Linked DNA regions of Sus scrofa: all the other regions are linked to region 3. A link is a contact called in public Hi-C data. All regions are on one chromosome and are shown on one strand. The core of a region is the stretch at or near the end of the contact, and the rest is flanking DNA. Distances in the headings are between cores, read along the strand shown. Region 1 holds the start of NQO2 (ribosyldihydronicotinamide dehydrogenase [quinone]). Region 2 holds the start of BPHL (biphenyl hydrolase like). Region 3 holds the start of RIPK1 (receptor-interacting serine/threonine-protein kinase 1).

The links. A called contact is a pair of places that touch in the nucleus more often than the background predicts.
Region 1: a Hi-C map of liver shows a contact between it and region 3, with 2.0 times the contacts expected there. The contact joins the promoter of NQO2 here to the promoter of RIPK1 in region 3. A contact is called at or near these places in 1 of 47 Hi-C or Micro-C datasets (liver) and 1 of 2 datasets of contacts at active chromatin or transcription factors (alveolar macrophages).
Region 2: a contact with region 3 is called in a Hi-C map of liver, with 4 times the contacts expected there. The contact joins the promoter of BPHL here to the promoter of RIPK1 in region 3. A contact is called at or near these places in 4 of 5 promoter capture datasets (fetal liver, fetal skeletal muscle, liver and 1 more), 14 of 47 Hi-C or Micro-C datasets (alveolar macrophages, blood, embryonic fibroblasts and 4 more) and 2 of 2 datasets of contacts at active chromatin or transcription factors (alveolar macrophages and skeletal muscle).

What each region holds. Positions count from the first base shown.
Region 1 is chr7:1,791,312-1,794,331 of Sscrofa11.1, reverse strand. NQO2 (ribosyldihydronicotinamide dehydrogenase [quinone]) reads right to left here and starts at 1,587. Exons shown (of 7, transcript XM_021100118.1): 1 at 1,277-1,587. It overlaps LOC102159819 (a long non-coding RNA gene), which reads left to right and starts at 1,688. Exons shown (of 2, transcript XR_304239.3): 1 at 1,688-1,829; 2 at 2,277-3,020.
Region 2 is chr7:1,881,212-1,884,038 of Sscrofa11.1, reverse strand. BPHL (biphenyl hydrolase like) reads right to left here and starts at 1,308. Exons shown (of 8, transcript NM_001243485.1): 1 at 1,169-1,308. The coding sequence starts at 1,275.
Region 3 is chr7:1,839,804-1,842,812 of Sscrofa11.1, reverse strand. RIPK1 (receptor-interacting serine/threonine-protein kinase 1) reads right to left here and starts at 1,670. Exons shown (of 12, transcript XM_005665537.3): 1 at 267-1,670.

The sequences.
Region 1 (3,020 bases), core at 338-2,837, 48 kb after region 3:
GGCAGCTTGAGGCAGAGGGAAGGGCAGGTGCAAAGCAGGAGGTAGGGACTGGTGGGGGTTTCAAGAAAGCTGGCCTGACGCACCGTGGCTGAAACAGAGCTGGTGGGAGCTCTGGTCTGGAGCACAGGGGCGGGATTCCACCCTGAGTGTGCTATGCAGGAGTGCCACGACCTGGTGACCTGGGATAGGTCAGCTGTGTCCTGGCAGACTCAGGGCCACCTCATCTTAAGCCTCCTCGGCGGAGGGCTTAGACACACTCTGGTTTCAGCTTTCACTGCAATGCCCACAGTGGGCACGCCTTCCCCTGCAGCCCCAGGCCTCCCCAGTCCCCACCGCTCTGCTCCACCCAGCTCACCCATTTACGCCCCCTGCCAGGCCCCAGGACGCCCTGGTGTTTCTGGTCCCCAGTGGGTCGGAGTCCCTAGTTGTACAGAATGACAAACAGGCCTGAGAAGTAGGCTGCTGTTCTGAACAAAGCCTCAAGCCAGGCTCTTGACCCGCTGCGCGCAGCGGGTCACCTCCTCAGCCACCTTCCTGGCCTTCCTTCCTCCTTCCACAGCAGGGCTAGGGCTCTCCTTCCCTAGAAATTCTGTACTTGCCAGGTCAACGGGAGGAAATATTACACGCTTGTATCTCACAGCACGTCAAATGGGCTGATAGTCTCGAGGCCTATCATTTCATCCTCATCAGCATCCAGAAGCTAGTTCACGGCGTTCTAACTCTATTTCCTAAGCCTCTTTCCCCAAGAGCAGCCCAGCCCGTCTCTTTCTATCAGCGGGTTACCACTCACTAGCGGCCACTCCACTGTCTGCGCGGCCATCCGAGTCTGTCTCTCTCTCCGCGCTTGGGTTTTTTCATCCCCCAAACTATGTATAAATAGGGGTGCAGGAGGCATCTGAGGAACCCTCGTTCCTATTCCTGAATTTCTTTGGCTGAGAGTCACCGAGACTGAGGTTAACGAAGCTGAGTTTCAGGTCCCGGTAGAGTCTGCGCGGTCCCCGAGGCAGGAGCTGAGCCAGACCCGGGCTGTCCGCAGTCCCGGGCCTGGTCACCGCGCCGCCCTCGCGCCACCCCAGGCTGCCCGCTTCCGGTCTGCAGCCGGGGTCAGCGCGGCCCGACGTGCAGGACCGAGGACAGGGGCTGAGCACAGCGAAGGGCCTGCTCACACCTGCGCCCCGCCCCGCACGCAGGAGAGGTCTTGGGGAGCGAAACCCGCGGAACCCCTCGCCCTGGGAAGGGTCCCCAAGCCCGGCCTCGGGAAGGCGAGGGCACTCACCTCGGCCAGCGCACGCCTGGGACGAGGGGTAGGTCGTGGATGCCCTCCGGGAAAATGGCCGGCACCCAAACTACGTTCTCGCAGCGCGGGCCGCGCACGAGCCGACGCCTGAGGGGCGCAGCGGGAAGGCTGCGCGAGGTTTGGCGCAGGGATTCGGCCGCGCGTCTACGCCCTCTTCTCCGCCCTCCTTCCAGCGCAGCCCGTGCCCAAGCCCCTGCCGCCGTCCTGGCACCGCCCCCTTGCCCGCCTCGCCCCTAAGCCCCACCCCACGCGCTCTTCGCCAGATCCTGGTTCTGTTCGGACCACCCTTGGCGCCCTTGGAGAATTTCCTCCCACCCTTGGCGCCCCGCCCCTCCCCTAAGCCCCGCCTTGCGCGCGCCTCGTCCCGCCCTTGTCCCCGCCCCCGGGCTCGGGCACACGCGCGCCCCGCCCCTCAAGTCCCCGCATGATCCGGTGGCTCTGGGGGAGGGGCTGGTGGGAACCCCGCGCTGGGAAGAGAGGTGCCCTCCTGCCTCCTCCATCCCCAGGCGCGTGTCCAGGGTAAAAGCGGAAGGTAGGCGGCGCACCACTCAGCAATACAAAGGACAAAGTAATGATACACCCCACAGTCAGTGCCAATCTCCAGAGAATTATGCTGAATGAAAAACACCAATCCCAAAAGGGTCCAGAGTGTACCATTCCGTTTCTGTAACACTCTTGAGATAAGACTTCTAGAAACGGAGAACAGATTAGTTGTCCCCAGGAGTTGGAGGTGCATGGCTGCGACAGGGCATCAGGAGGGGCGGGCCCTGGGGTGATGGGAATGGTGTGTTCCTATGGCGACGCAGTGTGGCTTGGCCAGATGTTTTCTTTGGGGGAAGCCGGAAAAAGGGCACGCGGGGTGAGAGTCCCAGTCCAAGGAGATCCTCTGGAAGGCAGACGTACTGAACCGGAGTCTGTGGGTGTGTCGGGGAGGGCGGCTGGTGTGCAGTTTGGGCTAATTGTCTTTTTCTGTCTCCAGCGCTGTCTGGCTTGTGCCACCTCATTTAGTAGCCCATCCACCATGCCACCCACCCAAGGAGCCTCCCCAAACTCTACACCCCTTATTTCCGGTGTCCTGGGATGGCCCTGAAGAGCAGAAGGCAGGTGTGCCTGGCCGTCATAACGTTCCTAACGAAAAGAACTGCAGCCGCTGTTTGCGCACCAGAGCCGGGGGCGGGCCGCCTGCTGCTGCTGTTTTCCTTGGGTCCAGAAGGGCGGACACAGCCTCTCTCTGACACGCCCTCGTGCAGCAGCGGACAGGCCATCGTGTCTTGTGAGCCCGGGGGGAGGTCCTGGAGGACCTTTGCTGGAGGGAGTGCTGCGGCCGTTTCCCAAGGCACTCCAATGCCTCAAAGATGAAATGTTGCTTTTCCTCCTTTCTTGTGAGGCGCACTGAGATGATGTCTTTGTGTCCCAGAAAGTAAACGAGACCAAGTGAGAGCGGTAGGAGCAGGCCCTCCGGAATCGCGGAGGGTGGAATTCCTTCCGAGGAGGGTGAGCCACGCTCTTGTGCGGGCGTCGGGGGGCAGGTGGGTTCACGTCCTTTGTGTTTGGTGAGGACTAACAAGGAAAACAGCCAGACCTCCGGGTGGTGTGGATCCCCGGAAGGACCCGGTGACTGCGGAGGAGCGGGTGCTGGAACCAGCCTGGGAGCCGCTAGGCCTTGGCGTGGGAATCGCAGCGTTGAGCCCTGAGCGACCAGGAGGCGCCCTCGCCTCTGAAA
Region 2 (2,827 bases), core at 59-2,558, 42 kb before region 3:
CTGCTTTGAAGCAAAAGTTTCACAGGAGTGCTTGTACCTACCTATACCACAGGGCTGCTCTCGTTACAAGTCATACCAATTGCAACTGCATTTGTAAAACAGCAGTTCAAAATCCAGAGAAACCTGTTTTTCAGAGATATTTTAAGAGGAATGATTTGCACTGCTAAGTGGATGGGGCCTTCCTGCAACCATTAAATGACCCACTGTAACCCGACTTGGTGCAATCACAGTCACCTCATACCAATCCCTTTCTGCAGGAACGGGATAAATGGGCATTTTTCAATGCTGACTTACACGGTTTTTGCTGACACTGACACATTTTCCCTCTGCATCAAAACAGTCCTGAAAATCTTGTAAAAGATCTAAAATGAGACTAAAGAACCTAAATCAAATTCAACAACCAATCAATCACAACACAAAGACGGAAAGCTGGACAGATTTTTTTCTCATTTCTCCTTCCAAGTTAAGTTTGCAAGAGACGTTTCCACACTAGAGAAAGAAGTTCTAGGGGCCAGGCACCCACCTCGCATTTGACTTTTCTTCGTAGTCAGGAACAGAACTGACCCTTGGACAGTTAGAGTGCTCGTCCCTGTGCGTGTGGCCGTGACCGTGTGCGCGCGCGCAGGTACGCAGAGAATAAAGCCAAAGCAGCTTCATGCAGCTCTTTCCACATTTTCTGCTGGGGACTAGGGCCCCCACTTTAAGACTGTGGGTCGGAGATTAACCAGCTCTTGGTGGCTTTCTCTTAAATCGTGTGTAGGGGGCGGGGTGGGAGTGTCAAAGGAGAGAAAGGCGGATTCCCAACCTCCGGCCCGGCGTCTGCATTTCCCAGGCTCCCAGGGGATCGTCCCGCCCGTCCCGGTCGAGGTCAGCACACGGCGGCAAGGCTCGGGGACCGGGGCCCGCGACTGTGCGAGCTGACGGGGTGCAGGCTGGCCTCTGACGGGACAGCTCAGAGTGCCGCCCGCAGGCCCGGGAGCGGCGGTGGGAGTCCAGCCCGCCTCGAGCGCGTGCGACCGAGGGCGGCCAGCGTCTCCTCCGGGCTCCGGCCGCGCCCCCTCCGCCGCGCCCCCTCGGCCGCACACCCAGCGCGGCTCCCGGCTCCGCTCCCGCCGACCCGAGCGCGCGGACGACAACGCGGGGTCCCGGAGTGGAGCGGCTCTCTTACCTGAACGCGGCCGAGGGCCCGGCCCTGGGGACGTGGAGCCCTGGCTTCAGCGCCGAAAGGAGCAGCAGCAGCCGCCGCGCGCCCCGACTGCCCAGCGCCGCCGCCATGGTCCCAGTTCGCGCCCGCCCCCGGAGCGCGCATGCGCGGGCTCCGCAGGCCGCTGTCCCCCCGCCGCGCCGCCCGGAACACGCATGCGCCGGGCCCGCCGGCCGCCCAGAGCCCAGCCCCGCCCGCACCTCCCGGAACACGCATGCGCCAGCCCACCTGTCCTGAGGGCCTTGATTTTTTTCTTCCTACTTCCGCGCACCCGCTAGGAGGCCACGTCTCAAAACCCCCAGAAATTAATGAGTGTTGGCGAGGGTGTGGGAAGCGGGGACCCCCGAGATTAAGTCAGAGCTTCCGATCGTGCAGACGAGCAAGGGCGCGGCGCCTTCCTCGGCGGAGGGGGAGCCCAGGTGCTTGTGGACTGAGGGTCCAGTGTGTCCGCGTAAAGGACACTGCCCGCCTCCAGGGGGAAGGGCCGCACGGAAGAACCTAGTTCCGGGGTGTGAGGGCCCTGCAGCCGGCAGGTCACAGAGGACGGTGGGCGCCAGGGCCTGGGGAGGGGCAGTTAGTTCCCAAGGGCGTCAGCGTCGCGGTTTTGGGAGAAGGGAGTTGCGCAGGGGAGGTGCTGCTGTTTGCGCAAAATGAGCATAGACTGTGCACTTAAAGATGGTTAACATGAGAGATTTTATGCGTATTTTACCGCTAGTGAATTTTCCTTCTTCAGACCATGTAATTCAAGCTCTAAAGGTTAGAAACATTATCTGCAATCGAAGATTCAATAGGGAAAAAAACAACTACCGTTTCATTGCGGCTATGCCCTGCCCTACCTTACCTGAAAGTAATAGCACGGTGGTGGCTGCTGTGTAGCCTTGGCTTGAGTTGGAGACAGCTTGCTTTCCTATTTACGTGATTTCGCCCCCGCCCCGCCCCTTCGCCTGTCAGGGTCTGTGCACAAGGCTTCTAGGTGTTATGGACCGAAGGTTCTGCTACCTGCAGCGTCCTCACTAGCCCGCTGCAGCTTCTTGAGCACTGAAGGCACATTTGGCTTAAATATGGATTATGCTACAATATTTCTTATTTCAACATAAAGATACCACATCAATTTCCCGCATGGAGGATTTCCCATCGTGGCTCAGCGGAAACAAACCTGAATGGTATCCATGAGGACGCGGTTCCATCTCTGGCCTCAGTCACTGGGTTAAAGATCTGCCGTTGCCATGAGCTGTGGTGTAGGTCGCAGAAGTGGCTCGGACCTGGTGTGGCTGTGGCTGTGGTGTAGGCTGGAGCTGCGGCTGTAGATTCGACCTCTAGCCAGGGAACTTCCATATGCTGTTGGTGTGGCCCTAAAAAGAAAAGAAAAGAAAAGAAAAAAAAACCAACCAAAAACATCTTGTGAGAAATAACTCCTTTTTGGTGTTGTTGAAAACCTAACTTCGTATTATGGACCAAAACAAAGACTGTGACCACAGCGACCAGTGGAGAATCTGCTGAGCAGGATGTGAGATCTGGAGGTGTGTCTTATTTGCCAGTATCAGCCTTAGGCCTGAATATCTTTTACTGTCTGTTTTGGCTTTGTTTTCTCTTTTTTGGCCACCCCATGGCACACGGAGTTCC
Region 3 (3,009 bases), core at 421-2,920:
ATTGGCGATTTCCGAACTCGATGTTTAGGGACTTTTTCTTCACTCTCCCGGATGTCCCCAATCCTCCAAGTACAACGTGCCGCAGAGGAAAATGGAGACAAGTTAAAAGCGTTACTGCTGCCTCGTCAGTGATAACTAATGACGCTGCCGCTGTACCCCATCATTTTATTTTGAACGAACTCAGTCTTCACCTTTACTGTCTGGAAGAGCTGCCCTTCCCCGCACGTATAACTGACCACGACTGTCTCCCTTTCTTTTGCACCTACCTGATGGTTACAAAATGCAGATCAAGCACGAAGTCACTCTACAGGGCCAAGTTCACTCCTGCCTTGATTTCTCCGAGTGTAAAACTTGGGGTAAGAACAGTGGTCTAAAGACCGAAGAACTTCGGCAAAGTTGGTTGAGTGCAAAGGCTTCAGGCTTTGTCCAAGATACACAAGAGCTCTGAGCAAGGAGCTGCCAAACGATCAGCAACAGGCCGAGACAACCAACCACCACGCCTCCGGCGGGGTTTTGTCCACGGCTCAGGGAAGAAGAACTTAGCTCGCCCTCTTCAAAAACTCCGACGAGGTCGTGGAGCGCTTGGTAAGAGCAAACGCCACTGGCCACGGACGAGGCCTCCTGGGGTTACGACATCCTGCCCCTTCGTCGCTGTGGACCCTTCTCTCCCACTTGCCGGCTCCCGGCCGAGGCTACGCGGAAACGCCCCCGTCCCGCGAGCCGCGGCGGCCCCAGGCCCCAGGCGAAGGTCCTTCCGAAGGGCGGTAAGGAGGCCGGGCTCAATGACACCGCCGTGAAACCCCACCTCCCCCACCAGCTCGACAGCGGGAACGGCGTCGGTTGGTTCCAACATCACAGGGGAGGCAGGGCTCCGCCCTCGGACCGCCAGACCGAAACCACCCGCCAGCGGGGAGCCGCCGCGCTGCGGCCAGGTAACCGGCCCGCGCCCGACTTCCGGGAACGCCTGGGCCACGCCCACCCCGCGCGGACCGCCGGCCGACTTCCGGGAAGGCCTGGGCCACGCCCACCGCCAGACCCCGGGAGCGCCGCGGGCCGCGCCCAGCACCCGTCGCCGGACCCGCGTCCCTGGTCCGACCCGCGGAGAACCCCGCCGCCCGGAACGAGGTCGCGGGCCACGCCCACAGCCTGACTTCCGGGAACGCCGACGGCCACGCTCACCACCTGACCGGCCCGCCGCCCCGTCCGTCCGGAACGCGGTCGCCCGCCCGCCGCCCGCGCGCCGGAAGCGGGAGCCCCGCCCTGGGCGGAAGCCGTTCGGGGAACCTGACCGCGGTCCGGGTTCCCAGCGCAGACCCACCGAAGGATTCGCTTTCGCTTCCGCGGGCAGCTTCCCGAGGCCGAGGCGGGGGCCGGGGCCGGGTGGAGGACGAGGCGGCGGGGGCAGTCCAGGATTGCCCCGACGCCCGGCAGCGTCGCCGGCGCGGAGCCTGACGAGGGTCGCCGCGGGCTGAGCCGTCGGCTGCGACACCGGCGGGGCGGCCCCGCGCTCCCCGCCCCCGGCTGCGCGAGCCCGCCGTCCGCCGCCTGCTGCCCCGTGGGTCGGCGCGCTCCGGCCCTCGCGGAGTGGGCCCGCCGGGACCGGCGCTCCAGAAAGCCGATCCGGTGTCCCCGTCGCCTGCGCGCCGACTGAGTGAGCTCGGCCGGAGGAGGGCGTGGACTGCTCGCTCCGCCTTCTGCCCCTGCCCCTGCCCCGGAGGAGGGCGAGCCGAGCGCCCGCCCCGCCGCCGGCCGGGCCTCCTGGACAGCTTTCGGAACCTGGAGTGCGCCCAGCCAGATGTCGCGGCTTTGCTGCGTTTCAGAGCGAGTCCGGAGGCCCGGAGAGGAAGTGCGCGGAGTCTTAGAAACCACTCTTAGAAACCTCCCAGGTGGGGCATGCAGCCCCAGGGGAGTTCTCAGCTCCGCGGGTCAGCGGCGCTGGAACTATAGGCAATTATCATGCTCTCATCTCCCTCACCTGTACAGCGAGGATAATAAAATCTACTCTGGATTTTAGAGTAGAAGAGCAAGGTATTTATTTTGCAGTCTTTTGCAATGATAATTGGGAAGTCTCAAGCAAAATGGGAAATACTTGCTCTAGTGTTACGTTAAAAAGCTTATACACAGCGTGATAACATACTGTAAAACGGTACATACATCAAGAGAATGAGATGCCACAAACTAAGAAAAAGCACATATATTAAAACAGTATTACCCAAAATGAAGTAAAAACCTAAGAAAAGGAACATCGCAGTAAGAAAATGGGCAAAAGATCTGAACAGTCACTTTACCATATAGATGGCATGTGAAAAGATGGTCAATATTAGAAGTCACTAGGAAATTATGAATTTCTTCTTATTCATTTATTTATTTTGGCTGCACTCAAGCAGCATGTGGAAGTTCCTGGGCCTGGGATAGACCCCATGTCATTAAAGCAACCTGAGCCACTGCAGTCACAATGCTGGGCTCTTAACCTGCTGTGCCACGAGAGAACTCCAGAAACTGTGATTTTAAACAGCAATGAGATACCAGTACATCCTATTGACTTAAAATAGACTGCCAACTATTTCTCAAAAAAAAGGTTTATTCATGATCCACAAAGGATTGCATTTCAGGGTCTGCAACTGTAGGAAGCTGTGTGCAAAGCCCCAGCAAAAATGGAGAGGAGGACACTTTTATGGGGACAGAGGAAGTTAGGAGGGCTATAGTTTAAAAAAAAAAAAAGATGCAAATCAAAACTACCATGAGATATCACCTCACACCAGTCAGAATGGCCATCATTAATAAATCCACAAATACCAAGTGCTGGAGGGGCTGTGGAGAAAAGGGAACCCTCCTGCACTGTTGGTGGGAATGTAAACTGGTACAGCCACTATGGAGAACAGTTTGGAGATACCTTAGAAATCTATACATAGAACTTCCATATGACCCTGCAATCCCACTCTTGGGCATCTATCCGGACAAAGCTCTACTTAAAAGAGACACATGCACTTGCATGTTCATTGCGGCACT